Linked DNA regions of Mus musculus: region 2 is linked to region 1. The links are chromatin contacts, called in public HiChIP or PLAC-seq maps. All regions are on one chromosome and are shown on one strand. The core of a region is the stretch at or near the end of the contact, and the rest is flanking DNA. Distances in the headings are between cores, read along the strand shown. Region 1 overlaps Poc1a (POC1 centriolar protein A). Region 2 holds the start of Rpl29 (ribosomal protein L29).

Region 1 (7,250 bases), core at 1,382-3,881:
TGGCCCCCACACCCCCTTTTATACTCACAGAAACCAACCTTCGTTCGTTCGTTTGTTCCTCCCTCCCTCCCTCCCTCCCTCCCTCCCTCCCTCCCTCCCTCCCTCCCTCCCTCCCTCCCTCCCTCTCTCTTTCTTTTCTAAGATACTATGTAACCTTGGTCAGCCTAGAACTTATTAAGAGCAGCCTGAAGACTAATTATAGACCAGGCTGGCCTCAAACTCACAAACACCCACTTCCTCTGCTTCCCCGGTGCTAAAACCAAAGGTGTAAGCGCTGTGCTGGCTGCTTCTATGTCAACTTGACACACGTACAGTAATCTGGGAAGAGGGAACCTGAGTTAAGAAAACGCTTTCATAAGATCCGGCTGCTGGTAACCTCCAGGGCATTTGCTTAGTGATTGATGAGGGAGGGAGGGAGCAGCCCACCATGGGAGGAGCCAGGCTGGTGGTCCTGGATTCTTTAAGAAAGCAGGCTGAGCAAGCCAGTAAGCAGCATCCCTCCATGTCCTCTGCATCAGCTCCTGCTTTCAGGTTCCTGTCCTGGGTTTTTGTTTGTTTGTTTGTTTGTTTGTTTTGTTTTATTATTTGGTTTTTTGAGACAGGGTTTCTCTGTGTAGCCCTGGCTGTCCTGGAACTCACTCTGTAGACCAGGCTGGCTTCAAATTCAGAAATCCGCCTGCCTCTGCCTCCTGAGTGCTGGGATTAAAGGCGTGCACCACCACACCCGGCTCTCCTGCCCTGTTTTAAGTTCCTATCCTGACTTCCACTTTCTAGTTTGTCATTAGAGGAAGCATAAGCCAAATAAATCCTTTTCCCCCAACTTGTTTTTGTTTTTGGTCATAGTGTTTCATCACAGCAACAGAAATCATAACAAGACAGGCACCATGCCTTTGATCCAGTGAAGGACATGGTCCATGAGGAACACAAAGGCACTCTGAGCTTGCCTTTAAAAACTTAGCAGTTGCTAGGGATGGTGACAGACACACACCTCTGACAGCAATACTGAGTGAGGCTGGAGTAAGGGGGTCTCCAGTTCAAGGTCAGCCTAGGCCAACCAAGGTGATCCTGGCTCATTGGTATGAAAACTCAATACCAGCCAACCAACATCAAGCCAAGCAAGACAGCCATGCAGACGAGAGGTGTAGCCCATCAGGCCCTACCTGCGTGAGGATGTCCAGCTGGCCCACGATGTGCTCCAGGGTGCTGGTCAGTGTCTGAGGCATGCTGATGGACTCCTGGGGCTCGCCTTGAACTGACTCCAGACTCCTGTCTCTGCCTGGTGGGACAGGCAAATCCATTTTTGGCTAAAGACAGAAAGAGACCAGGCCCTCAGTCTATTTAGTAGTTGAGGAAACAAGAAGAGGACCATCTCTAGAGGATTATCTGAGAAGCCAGGAGGGCCGAGGAAATGGCTTCTATGTCAGCAGGAACAGCAGGGACAGGATACGCACCCCTTCCACACACCAAGGTCCACATGCCCATCTTTCATGGCAGAGACTGGGGAGAAGTGGAGTTGAGTGCCCAGCAGTCCATACTAGATGGGGCCTGAGCACAGGGCAGGTGGAGCCCTGGGTGCTCCAAGCACTCTCAGGTCTCAGAGGTCCTCAGGGAGGCTGGTCCAGCTCACAACTCTTCACTCTCAGGCACCAAGCAGGATGCTTTGTGGAGAAGCCAGAGACATGAAGGCTGCAAGGCCCTGAAGCCCCTCTTCTCCCAGACAGCTTGATTTCAACTCTGCCCTCCCAACGGCCCAGCAGCTGTGGTCCAGAAATTAGAGGGAATGTTCCAACCCCTGCCCTGCCCCAGATCCCCTGGAAAAACAAAGATCTCTATGTGACTCTTGTGCCCAGATGGCTGGCAGGAGCCAGAATCCACAGGACAGCCACAGCTGGCTTGCTTCAAACAGGACTCCAGGAATGGGAGGCCCTTGGGTTTTTATGACTTGAAGAGTGACTAAACTCCCAAATCATAAAAGTAGAGCCCCTCTCTGTACTTGAATGAAGGCTTCTCCTGTCCCAGGAAGCAGCCTGCATGTATGGAGCACTATTCCCTGAGCACAGCATGGGGTCAAGAGGCAGCCTCAGCAGATGCCACAGTCTTAATCCTGCTAGATCAACTATGCAATAGTGGCCCATGCTCTGGGTCAGTCCCCAAGCTTTGATGACCCACACGTGTCTAGTGGACACTCCAGAGGTACCATGTCACCCCTGGGCTCTGTCCAATCCAATCCACCTCCGTCTACACCCTCTCCTGCTTGTGCCCTGGCACTCACACAGTATTCTCCCTATGGATGCTTTGCCTACCCTCTCACTCTGCTAAAAGTACCTGTCCTCCCCAGCAGGAGCTCCTCTGCCCCTGAACACCTGAGCCTCCTCCTTCCCGCCCTGTTCCTCTAGCTACGTCATCTTCAGAACACAGAGGCAGAGGAATTGGTGCTGCCTGTTCAGGGGGCTCCCGTGTGGGCTGTGCTTGTCACGCCTTTCCTCATACTTGTGGACCACCCTTGTACCACAGAGCTAAGCCTACTGCACCCAGAAGCTGCCCACCTCCCAGAGCCACAGGCAGTGGAGTATACTGGGGACAACTGGGACTCAGCTAGGATAGCACCCAGCCCTGACAGCGCTGGGATGCCTGCAGACCCGTCATCAGCTGGCTGTTTACATCTCCCCTCAGTGTCAACCCAGCTGTGGGGATGACCTGGCCTGGGCATGCTCACCAGGATTACATCATAGTCCTTGGAAAGAATGGACGCAGGAGAGGGCTCACGTGACAAAGGAATGCATGACAGGTCAGCATGTGGAATCTACCTGAATATTTCTCTTTATCAGGAAAGAGTTCTGATCTTATAAACCACAAACTCTCAAGGACATATTGATGCGAACTTGAAAAATGCCAGCTCTGGTGGCCAAAGAACTTGAGTGTGAGACGTGAGCCAAAGGGACATTCTTGAGGAGACTGGTGTCGTGACCACATGCCTACTGTTGACATGCCTGCTGTGTGATGTGGACATTTCCTAAGCTCTTGGCTATCAGGACCAGGGCTCTTCCAGTCCTGGAATCAATGTACCCAGAAGCCCATTCCATAAGGAAACACTTCAGAAGCCTGCCAGCCTTGCCAAGACAGCTTGGACTCAGCACAGTGCGCTCCAGGCTCAGGTGGTTCTGTCACAGGTGAGGAGAGGCCTTGACTCTATCACTCTAGCTAGTACCTCTACCTTCTCATCTGTAAAATGGGGTCAGTAAGTTAGATGAGCTCACCTGAAGTCACCATCAAGCCTTGTGCCCCTGCCCACTCCTTTCAGACAGACACACTCTTCCTCAAGGCAGGAGAACTGTGGACCCACCAGAACAGACTACTGAGAGAAGGTTAGAGGCATCCTGTCCCGACAGCAGGCATCTTCCTGAGGATGGCCAGGCTGGTGCTGCCTGCTGCCTGCTGCCTGCTGCCCAGAAAGGAGGGATGGCAATTCTGAGTGTTTCTGCAGAGCAGCCCGGAAGCTGCCAGTGCTGAGCTGAGCTTCTGGAAACAGGGGATGATGAGGTGGGGGTGGGGAGTGAGCGCCAACTTTAGCAATCTCCGTCTGTGCCAAAGCTGAGCAGATCCAAGGGAGCAGCAAAGACTGGAGCTGTGGTGCTCCGAGCTGGAGAAGTGGCTCCAGGGGATTTATGTGTTCCCATGGATACCATGGGTCTGGGCTGTCTTCATGCCACAACAAAGGAAACTGAGGAAAGACATGCAAATCCTGGCAGGTGGAGGCTAAGCCAAGAGGGCTGTGACTTCCAGGGTAGCCTGGGCTACATGTGGAGACATATGGGATGGCAGGATGAGGACCCGTGCTTACTGAGCTCAGTCCCAAACCCATGGCAGAAGGAAAAAACTAACACGCTGTCCTCTGTCCTCCATGCACACGAGACACTACACACAGACTGGTGCACTCATACACACTCAATTTAAACAAACTGTGTGTGTGTGTGTGTGTGTGTGTGTGTGTGTGTGTGTGTGTGTGTGTGTATGTGTGTGTATAGTTTTTTGAGATAGGGTTTCCTGTGTAGCCTTGGCTGTACTAGAATTCATTTTATAGACCAGTCCAGCCTTGAACTCAGCTTCCCGGGTGGTAGGATTAATTAAAAAAAAGAAAAAAAATGTAATAAGAAAACAAAAGGAAAACAATTAAGAAGGTGCTGGGGTTTCTGGAAGCTGTGCATGGTCCCTGTAACCCCAGCCCTCGGGAAGCTGAGGCAGGAGGATCACAAATGTGAGGCCAGCCTGGGACTCCAAGTGAACTTAGGCCATGGTCTGGGCCATCCTGTCTCAAAAGAACAAAGCCCAGAATCACCACACTGAGGCTGGCCAGTGATGTTTACCTGCCATCTACTGTGCGCCCTGATCTAACGTCACCTCACTAACTCCTCGAGCCTCCTTCACGGTAGGGATGGCTTTATTATTTTTCAGTCTAAATGTTCTCTCAGGAAAGATCACCCTGATATGTTATGTACTTGCTCAAAATCACTCTGCTGGGATCTAACCTCAAAGCACAAATCCCTGGCTATCAGGCGGTCTGTGGCAGGTGACAGGTCAAGTGGCTGCAGCTGGACTTGGTTGCGCACTTTCTCCTTAGTGTCTTTGTGGAGGCCAGCAGCTCCTCTGAGCCGATCCGTTTCTGCCATCACCGCCCTCCCTGTCTATCCTGGAATGTCTGCCCAGGTGAGAACAGAGGCCCTCCACAAACACTTGATGTCTGGATGGGCCCAACCCACAGGAGCAGTGAGATTCCTGTGACAAGACCTCTTCACCATCTGCACTGCAGCAAAGGGCCACAGCCCCGCCCCCACAGCCCTGCCGTCGCTCACCTGCACTCCAGCATTCAAGAGCTGTAGCATTCCCTGAGAAGCCCTGTGAATAAGCACAAAAGCAGACACAGGAAAGCTAAGTGCCAAGGTAGTAGAGCCCTAGTAATGGAATTGCAGATGCAATAGCAGTGCAGAAGAGCGAAGATCACAGCAGTTTAACATGAAGCATCCTAGGGGCCACAGTGGTTCTCCGGTGGGATACTTATTCTTGGAGTCATCGGGGCACACACCTTTGGTCCTGACCGTCAGGTGTTTTCAACATCCCACAGGCCGTGGTCCCAGGCTGAGTAAAAGAGAAGAACTGAACGGAACTCCAGCATCCATCTCTTTCTGCTTCCTGGCTTGCGGCCACTAGTTCATGTTCTGCCACCATGCCTTTCCAGCAGCACGAACTGCATCCTCTCAAACTGGGAGCTGAAATAAACCTTCCTTCCTTCCCTTCTTCTGCTAGGTACTTTCCCACAGCAGGGGAAAAGAAACTAATAACACAGTGCACCCTAAGTAAACTCCCTACCAACGTCAGTCCACAGGTACAGTTCCACACTACGCCATTTACATCAATTGTTATTTTAGTACCAAACCCACAAGAAACATGTGGAGACTCCCTTGGGACCTGTAGGGGTCTCTTCTCAGGCCACCCTGGAGTAGGATTCTAGGCTCTGCCAGCATGTTTAAAGGATGTCTTTCCTTCTGCCAGCTCCCTGTCATATGCCACCATGGGCTCCACCCTTCATACACAGCAGGGATGTATTAAAATCACTATCTCAGGCACACAAGGCATCAACCCATGAAATCTCATTAAATACAAACCTGAACCGCCTGTAGGTCTTTGCTGTCAGAGAAATCACTCTGGGTCGATTTCCTGGCTGGTCTCTAGGTTGGCTGACTATACAAAGGGCCTAGGATACTGGGAGTTGGGGAAAAGCAGCAATCCTCCCCTAAGAAGAAAAAGGGGAATAACCTGAAAGAGCCAAGCTTTTTTTCCCTTCCAGAGAATCTGGGCTCTGTACCTAACACCGTGCAGTGTGGCTTACAACTACTCTTTTTTTTATTTTTTTCAAAGATGTATTTATTTATTATATGTGTGTAAACTGTAGCTGTCTTCAGACACCCCAGAAGAGGGAGTCAGATCTCATTACAGATGGTTGTGAGCCACCATGTGGTTGCTGGGATTTGAACTCAGGACCTTTGGAAGAGCAGTCAGTACTCTTAACCACTGAGCCATCTCTCCAGCTCCTTACAACCACTGTTAACTCTAGTTCCAGGGGATTTGACACCCTCTTCTGATCCCCTTGGGCACAAGGCATATATAGACAATTAGGAAACACATCATACACATACATTTTTAAAAGAAAGGAAGAAAGAAAGGAAGAAAGAACTGTCCTGTCAGCCTCCAAAAGGGCTAAGGTTAGGGACACAGCTCAGTGTGCTTCCCTAGCACACATAAGGCCCTTGGTCTGATCCCTGTACTGAGTAAGACTAGCACGGGGGCCCACGGCAGTCGTACAGTTACTTAAAAGCTTATACTAGTATAAGCTTTGTATTATACCCATTATATGTTCTAGCCATACACTGTAAGAAAAACAGAAGCAGGACTGGAGAGATGGCTCAGTGGCTAAGAGCACTGACTGCTCTTCCAGAGGTCCTGAGTTCAAATCCCAGCAACCACATGGTGGCTCACTACCGTCTGTAATGGGATCCAATGCCCTCTTCTGGTGTGTCTGAAGACATTGACAGTGTACTCACATACATAAAATAAATAAATAAATCTTAAAAAACAAAAGAAAGAAAACCAGAAGCATATATCCATAGATATATGAACATGCATATGAAAGCCCACAGCAGCTTTGCGATGTTGTCTGTAACCCAATGCTTACCCTCAGGGAGATAAACAGACTGGGATGTATCCACTCCATTGGCTCCTCCCCAGTAGTAAAAGGTATGACTACTTGTACATGTAACAACGTGGATCAATGTCAAAATAATTAGGCTGGAAGAAACCAGCTCAAATGAGTAATTGTATGATCCCACTTTCATAAGTCTAAGAGGCACAAAATAACTTAGGCAGCAAACTCACTACGTGAGGCTGGGGGGACGGCTTAGGGGGTAAAGGGCCTGGCCGGCTAGAATAAGGACTGGGGGTGTACCCACAGCCTCATAAAGCTGAGCAGGTGTGCCGGCGGCTGGGAACCCCAGTACTCTAGGGATGGGGACAGAACTCCAAGAGCGAGATGGCTAGCTGAATCAGCAAGCTCTGGGTTCACACGCCACAAGCACGTGCACACTTTAACTGCATATACATGTAGCCACACATGTTTACATGTTACTCACACATATATGCAAAAACCCCTCAAAAACAAAAACCAAACAAACAAAACCCTACCCCACAACAGCTGTGTA
Region 2 (7,250 bases), core at 2,569-5,068, 100 kb before region 1:
GGGCTTCTCGCCCATGAACCGCACACCTGTCCTGCTACATGACCATAATGAACGGCTGCATGAGGATATATTTCTCCGTGGGGTTGACATATATACAGGCCTCCTCTCTGCACTTGCTAGTGTGCCCACCCTGCCTAGTGAAAGCTGAGCCCCAGGGCTTCCAACTCTTGTACTCTCAGTCCTACCACTGCCAAGGATCTGTTTCCCCTGCCCAGTAATAAAGCCAGCATTGGATGGGATGTTCTTAATACTGTGGACAGTCATGGAATAGATTTATCTGGGGACTTATCTCCATTTCATAGATGGAAAAACTGAGCCTGATTTGGAGACCTTGGCACGACACCTCATTCAGTAGTACTACACCACATCTGTGCCCAGCCAGAGGCCCTAGCTCCTGTGTCAGAAACCCAGCATACTTCTGACCTGACCGGCAAGGTCAAATACTGCTCCCATCACAAGTGGATATTGAGGGTCTGGAGAAGTGGTGCACAGATTCCTAGAAATAGGCCAGGCCATTCCCAACAGTGCTATCAATTCCAGGGCTCCAGGAACTGAATACTGAGCTAAATTTCCTAGGCACAAGACAAGGAAGGTAGAGCTTTATATACACCTTAGTTGTAGACAAAAGCTCACAGGAAGGGGCCGGTGCTTTGCGCTGCCTACACATTGAACCTTGCACTAAGGCCCTAACATTCTGCACTAGAGCTATGGCTCCCCACTTCATCAGAGCTCCCTTAAGGGACTATTTTTCTCAAGGCTGCCTCTTGCCCTCCCTAGCCATGTGATCAGTTTTCATACATGTGTAGCAAGAATACCACTAACATCCACCTCAGAGCCACCCTATCATGGGTTAAACCCATGGCATTATGGCATCCCCTTGAGAAACCAAAGGACCCAGGCTTGGGCTAAGGCCAGTCCTGAAGGTAACCTGTACTGTTCTATAGAATGCCCAGAAACACCGGTCATTTATTGGCTGCTCAGAATGCTAAGACCTTACCAGACCCTGGGAATGGCGGTTCACTGCTGCAATCTTTGCACCCAGGAAGACTACCAGTGTCGAGGCCAGTCAAGTCCCGATCCCAGCTGTCCTCTAACCTGCACTCCATCATGACACCCATACATCTCTCAAACATAGAAAAAAGATTCAATGCCAGCCTGGGCCAATGCAAGGCCATGAAGTTGGCAGGGGCTCACTTGCCAAGCTAGCCTGATTCCCCAGGACAGTCCACAAGTTGTCCTGACCTCCACCTAGAACACTGGGAAAGATTTTAAAGGTCTATATGCCTGTGTGTACCCTACCTAGAACAATGGCATGCTACCAGGACAATAAAGTGGTGTCCTCTTCCCTTCCCAGATCGAGTATAACCTAGTAGTGGCCCCTAGCCAGGTGCAGTCCTGTCAGACCAGAGCATGGCTGGAGAGCAGGACCCTTCATCCCCTCAGTTGACCAAGCAGAGCAGGCTAATACCTCACCCCCCCCCCCCAGCCAACCATTAAGCTCCTCTCTTACAGTCCAGGGTCCCACCTCAGGGCTCCAACCTTCCATCCCTAAAAGGACTATTTTTCCCATAGCTGCAACCCCTTTCATCCAAGACTGCACTTTTGCCCCACACACAGAGGGCAGCGACTCCACCCTCAACCTATGACAACAGACACAAGCTAACAGATCTTGCCTGAGTTTATTTGTAAGAACAGCATAGGACACTGGTCATCTGCAAATAGTGTGTGGGGAGGTGTGTCACAGCAGTCCGTCTGTCTTCACACTGGCAGGAGCCTTTTCTATGGGGCCTTCACAGGGGCCTGGGCACCTTTGGGGGCCTGAGCACCTTTGGGAGCCTGAGCTGGAGCTGAAGCCTGGGCCTTAGCTGGAGCTTTGGCCCCTGCCTTGGTTTGGACCTTAGGCTTCGGTTGGCAGAGCCTCTGACCCTTGGCCATGTAGCTTCGAATCCGCTTCCCAAGCTTGGGGTGAGCGATGAAAGCCAGCCGCTTGAGTTTGGGGCCTTTTGGCATCTTGGGCTTGATGGCCTGAGGCTTCACCAGGGCCTTGATGGCCTCTGCGCGCGCACTCACTGCCTTTGCATTGTTGGCCTGCATCTTCTTCAGGCCTTTCTTGTTGTGCTTCTTGGCAAAGCGCATGTTCCTCAGGAACTTGGGGTCAACCTGGGAACAGAAAAGGTGTATGAGGTAGCATATAACAGGCCCGGTTCACTTCCTTAAGTCCCTGGTCACAAATATGTTACTGTAAAAACAACAGTAAGTTAACCTTAACCACAAAAAGGTTGGAGGGTGTGGGTGTGAACTTCTGGAAACCTAGCTGTTTCCTGAGACTTGTCTAGGGGCACCCCCCCACCTCAGCTGAGTGTCAGATACCAAGCCTAGTCCATCAGATTCACATCAGAGAGCGTGGTTGCAGGCAGCAAACAGACCTAGTACAGCCTCAGTTATCCCCAGTCTATTATCTGGGTGCAATCAAATGTACAGAACTAGAGTTGCGTTTAGACGCAGACCATGAGGTACCCAATATACAGAACGACTCCCTCCCTCCCTCAAGGCTCCACGGAGCAAGAGAAGCAGTTCTGTTCTCAGGAGATTACACCAGGGGCTGGGAAGGTCAAGGAAGGCTTTTCTGTTGAGTCTGACATGGGAGACAAGGAGAAGCTAGGCAACACAATCCCTAGAGCTCAGAGTTCGAAGCCAGCCTGGTCTACATAGTGAGTTCTAGAACAACCAGGACTACACAGAGAAATCCTAGCTCGAAACACACACGCTGGTGGTGGAGGAGACATGACTTACAAGAGGCCCTACCCTGTAGACCTGGAGCCAAGGGATAGTTTATGACCCACTGTCATCACTCACCCCCTTAAGAGATTCGTATCTTTGCGACCGGGGTTTCTTGATGCCATTTCTGTGCCATTTGCGGGCTGTAGGGTAACAAATATTTACAGGTCAAAAAAAAATGAGGTATCTTCCAATAAGACCACCTAACATCATGGTTGGCAGTCTTTTGAGAATACACTAAGGATGGGTGGAAAGCACTATGGGCTTTTTAAGCGGATTCCTGGCTCCCAAATTTGTAATCTCCAAAGTAGCTAAACACACAATCATCTTCAAGGCTCACCTGAAGGGTGACCTGCCCTCCCTCCAGCTCTGATCTAGCAACCCTAACCCAATCCTCGCTGGGGTACAGTCGCCAGCCGGAGCCCAAGGAACTTACACTGGTTGTGTGTGGTGTGGTTCTTGGACTTGGCCATGTCTGCACCTGCAAGAAAGCCACGAGATCAGTTCTGGGCTTCCCCAGACCGGCACACCTCTGCCGCCCTGAGCTGGGGTAACATGAAGAAACCAGAGGCTGCAGCAGACGCTTCCGATTTACGACACCCGCCAGCCTGGCAACACTCACAAAACGCGACCCCACCTCTCAAACGCGAGCAAGGAGGTCGGTCCTGAGACTGAGCTTGCCGGCCCCGGGGCGGCTTTCCCCGCCATCCGTTCCTTGAGGACGACCGGGAACCACCCCCGCCCGGCAATCTCGATGCCCCATAGCCAAGCAGCTGCCCGCCCTGTCCTTCCTGCCACCCGTGTCGCCTGCCTCGCGACCCGCCGCCGCCCTGTAGTCACGGATGTCATCGGATGCCGTAAGGCCAACACTCACGGTAACCCGCGGCTCCCGCAGCGCCGGAGACCGGAAGAGAAAGAGAAAGGCCCGCAGTGCAGCACGGGAAATAGGGCCGACACCGCCGGAAAGTCCAACGGAAAAGCTTCCCTCACTGCTGGCGGAGAAAAAAGGTTCCAAGGCCGGAAAGAGTTGAAGCCTAGAAAGGGGAGGGGTTAGAGCCTGGCCACGCCCTCTTAGCGTCACAGATTTCTTTCTTTGCTTAACCCCTCCCCGCTATTTTTTGAGCGGGTCTTTCTTGCTGTGTAGCCTAGACTGGGTTATAACTGTTCATCCTCCAACAGCAGGCTTTTGCTACTGGGGTTAAGAGCGTGGTGTTAGCATGGACCACGACGGCGGCCAGCCCGTGTTTGCTTCCTTCTCTTCCTCCAGTGCCTACTTTGCTCTTGGGCTAGACTTCCAAAGACTCTGAAAGCCGAGGGGGCCTTTGAGGGATGAATGTTAATGGAGCGAAGAATCTGTGTTCTTAAACAGCTCACCGGGCTCCTGTGTGGAATGCACTGGAGAGGGCAGAGGAGAGGAGAAGAGCTATGAGACTCATGCAGACTGCCACACAAGGGCGCTGGCTGCCTGAAGACAGTGAAGAATGTACTAGGGAAAAGAATAGACTGGATTTAGGGTGCCGAAAATTAGAGAGAGAAAAGCGGCAACGATAGTCCAAGTCTACTCCAACAGCCTGGGCTGGTTCCCCAGAGTGGCAGTTTCGTGGTTTCTTTTTTTTTTTTTTTTTAAGATTTATTTATTTATTATATGTAAGTACAGTGTTGTTGTCTTCAGACACTCCAGAAGAGGGAGTCAGATCTCCTTACGGATGATTGTGAGCCATCATGTGGTTGCTAGGATTTGAACTCAGGACCTTCGGAAGAGCAGTTGGGTGCTCTTTTTTTTTTAAGATTTATTTATTTATTTATTTATTTATTTATTTATTTATTTATTTATTTGTTTATTATATGTAAGTACACTGTAGCTGTCTTCAGACACTCCAGAAGAGGGCGTCAGATCTTGTTACAGATGGTTGTGAGCCACCATGTGGTTGCTGGGATTTGAACTCTGGACCTTCGGAAGAGCAGTCGGGTGCTCTTACCTGCTGAGCCATCTCACCAGCCCCAGTTGGGTGCTCTTACCTGCTGAGCCATCTCACCAGCCCTCGTGGTTTCTTTTCACATATATTAGATGTGAGATGATGCTAGAGAGGTGAAAACAGGCCTGTAATCACAGCTACTGGCTGAAGAATTGTAAGTCTGAGATGCCTGAGTAATTCAGGTAGACCTTGTCTCCGAAAAGCTTTTTTTGTTGTTGTTTCAAGATAGGGTTTTTCTCTGTGTAGCCCTGATTGTCCTGGGACTCACTCTGTAGACCAGGCTGGCCGCAAACTCAGAAATCCCCCTGCCTCTGCCTCCCAAGTGCTGGGATTAAAGGCGTGTACCACCACTGCCCAGCTCCAAAAAACTTTTATAATGTCAGGATATCCCAGCACTCACGAGGCAGAGGCAGGCAAGCCTCTGTGATTTTAGTTTATGTAGTGAGTTCTAGGACAGCCAGGGTTATGTAGAAAGACCCTATCTCCAGAAAGGCATGGTAGCTCACACCACCCACTCAGTGTATAGGGCCTAAGTTTTATACAGAAGCAGGAGAATCAGGGACTCAAGATCATCTTAAGCTACAAAGCTAGGACTAGGCCAGGCAGGGTGACACCCTGTCTCTAACAGCAAAAACAGTGTGCTGGGCAGATAGTTCAGTGGGTAAGAATGATTGTAGCTCAAACATGAATTCAAACCCCGGATCCAATTGTGGAAGGACAGGATAGACTCCTGACAGTTGTCCTCTGCCTTAAACACCCATATACAGGCTCATAAAAATAGTGATTTTTAAGAATTTAAAAGCCGCTGGGCAGTGGTGGTACATGCCTTTAATCCCAGCACTTGGGAGGCAAAGGCAGGGGGATTTCTGAGTTCGAGGCCAGCCTGGTCTACAGAGTGTGTCCCAGGACAGCCAGGGCTACACAGAGAAAACCTCGGCAGCTGGTTCCATAGAAAAAGCACAGAGGTAAATGGGAAGAACACATCTGCCTTTTCTGTTGTAAATAGACAGAACTGACAACTAAATCAGGCTGAATGTTCCATCGACAATAAACTAAGTCTGACACGCTGCAGCCTTTTAAAGAAACATGTATTCGTGCACACAGCTACCACTTTAGAGCTGCATCAACACCTACAGACCATAGTTACCTTTAGCTTTTCTGGTTTCTGGTTTTTGGTTTTTTGAGACAGGGTTTCTCTGTATAGCACTGCTGGCTGTCCTGGAACTCACTCTGTAGACCAGACTGGCCTCGAACTCAGAAATCCTCCTGCCTCTGCCTCCCAAGTGGTGGGATTAAAGGCGTGCACCCCGACTGCCCAGCTTTGTTTTTCTTTTTTTTTTTTTTAAGATTTATTTATTATTACATGTAAGTACTTTGTGAAGAGGGCGTCAGATCTCATTATGGATGGTTGTGAGCCACCATGTGGTTGCTGGGAATTGAACTCAGGACCTTTGGAAGAGCAGTCAGTGCTCTTAACCGCTGAGCCATCTCTGCAGCCCCCCATTTTTCTTTTTAATAATTGTATCCAATAAAGTTATTGTCTGCTCAAAAAAAAAAAAAAGAATTTAAAAGCCAGGAGTGTTGGACACCTTTAATCCCAGCACTAGAGAGGCAGAGACAGGTGAGATCAAGGACAACCTGGTCTACAAATCAAGTTCAGGACAGCCAGGGCTGGTTACACAGAGAAACCCTATCTCAAAAAAACAAAAATTAATTAATTAAACAAAAAATAAAGTTAAAAAAATTAAAGACTCGCTGGGCGTGGTGGCACACGCCTTTAATCCCAGCACTTGGGAGGCAGAGGCAGGTGGATTTCTGAGGTCAAGACCAGCCTGGTCTACAAAGTGAGTTCCAGGACAGCCAGGACTACACAGAGAAACCCTGTCTTGAAAAACCAAAATAAATAAATAAATAAATAAATAAATAAATAAATAAATTAAAAAAAGACTGGACAGGTTATGGTGGTAATATACTGTGTGGTAGCATGGTACATGTTTGTCTAATATGCAGGAGGCCCTAAAGTCAATCTCGGAGGCAGACAGAGAGGAAGAGGTCTAAATCAGGTAAGCGGTGGGTGCTTCCCAGGAACTCAGTTGGCCTCTGCCTCTCTGCCCAACAGTTCACATTCCATGTAGCAGTGAGGCCGGGGGTGGGGGAAGGAGTCCCTTTTATAGCTATTTAAAAATTTGTGTTTACGTATATGAGTGTTTTGCCTGCTCGTATGTTCGTACCAGTACTATGTGTATGCCTGGCTCCCAAGGAGACCAAAAGAAGATACTGGGTCCTCTGTGACTGGAGTTACAGATGGTCGTAGCTGCATGTGGATGCTGAGAATTGAACATGGGTCCTCTGCAAGAGCATTGAGTGCTCTTAGCTACCAAGCCATCTCTCCAACCAATCTAACTTTTAAAGTGTGTGTGTGTGTGTGTGTCTATACATAGGGACGTCAGAGGGTAATTTAGCCAGAGTCAGTTCTTTCCTCTGCACCATTGTGGA

The links. HiChIP or PLAC-seq counts read pairs in DNA pulled down with a chosen protein or histone mark.
Region 2: a contact with region 1 is called in an H3K4me3 HiChIP or PLAC-seq map of embryonic limb bud, with 2.6 times the contacts expected there. The contact joins the promoter of Rpl29 here to the enhancer-like site in region 1. A contact is called at or near these places in 12 of 39 promoter capture datasets (the C10 cell line, the HPC-7 cell line, cranial neural crest and 8 more), 1 of 15 datasets of contacts at CTCF or cohesin (large pre-B cells), 15 of 484 Hi-C or Micro-C datasets (the 3T3-L1 cell line, the AML12 cell line, B cells and 9 more), 29 of 115 datasets of contacts at active chromatin or transcription factors (the 230-238 cell line, CD4 single positive thymocytes, the HPC-7 cell line and 20 more) and 3 of 9 other capture datasets (adipose tissue, liver and pancreatic islet).

The regions. Positions count from the first base shown.
Region 1 is chr9:106,323,927-106,331,176 of GRCm38.p6, reverse strand. It overlaps Poc1a (POC1 centriolar protein A), which reads right to left. Exons shown (of 11, transcript NM_027354.2): 10 at 1,161-1,304. Among named protein-coding and RNA genes, the nearest start is that of Dusp7, 41 kb to the left of the region's middle. Within about 2 kb of position 2,631, at least 64 of the 459 cell types and tissues checked have an H3K27ac peak or open chromatin away from gene starts, as enhancers often do. A contact at or near this core is called in the AML12 cell line, embryonic limb bud and neural stem cells, where this site is marked.
Region 2 is chr9:106,425,979-106,433,228 of GRCm38.p6, reverse strand. It overlaps Rpl29 (ribosomal protein L29), which reads right to left and starts at 3,818. Exons shown (of 3, transcript NM_001324534.1): 1 at 3,215-3,818; 2 at 2,857-2,921; 3 at 1,661-2,160. The coding sequence starts at 3,251. The coding sequence ends at 1,780. It overlaps Acy1 (aminoacylase 1), which reads left to right. Exons shown (of 15, transcript NM_025371.3): 15 at 1-248. The coding sequence ends at 148.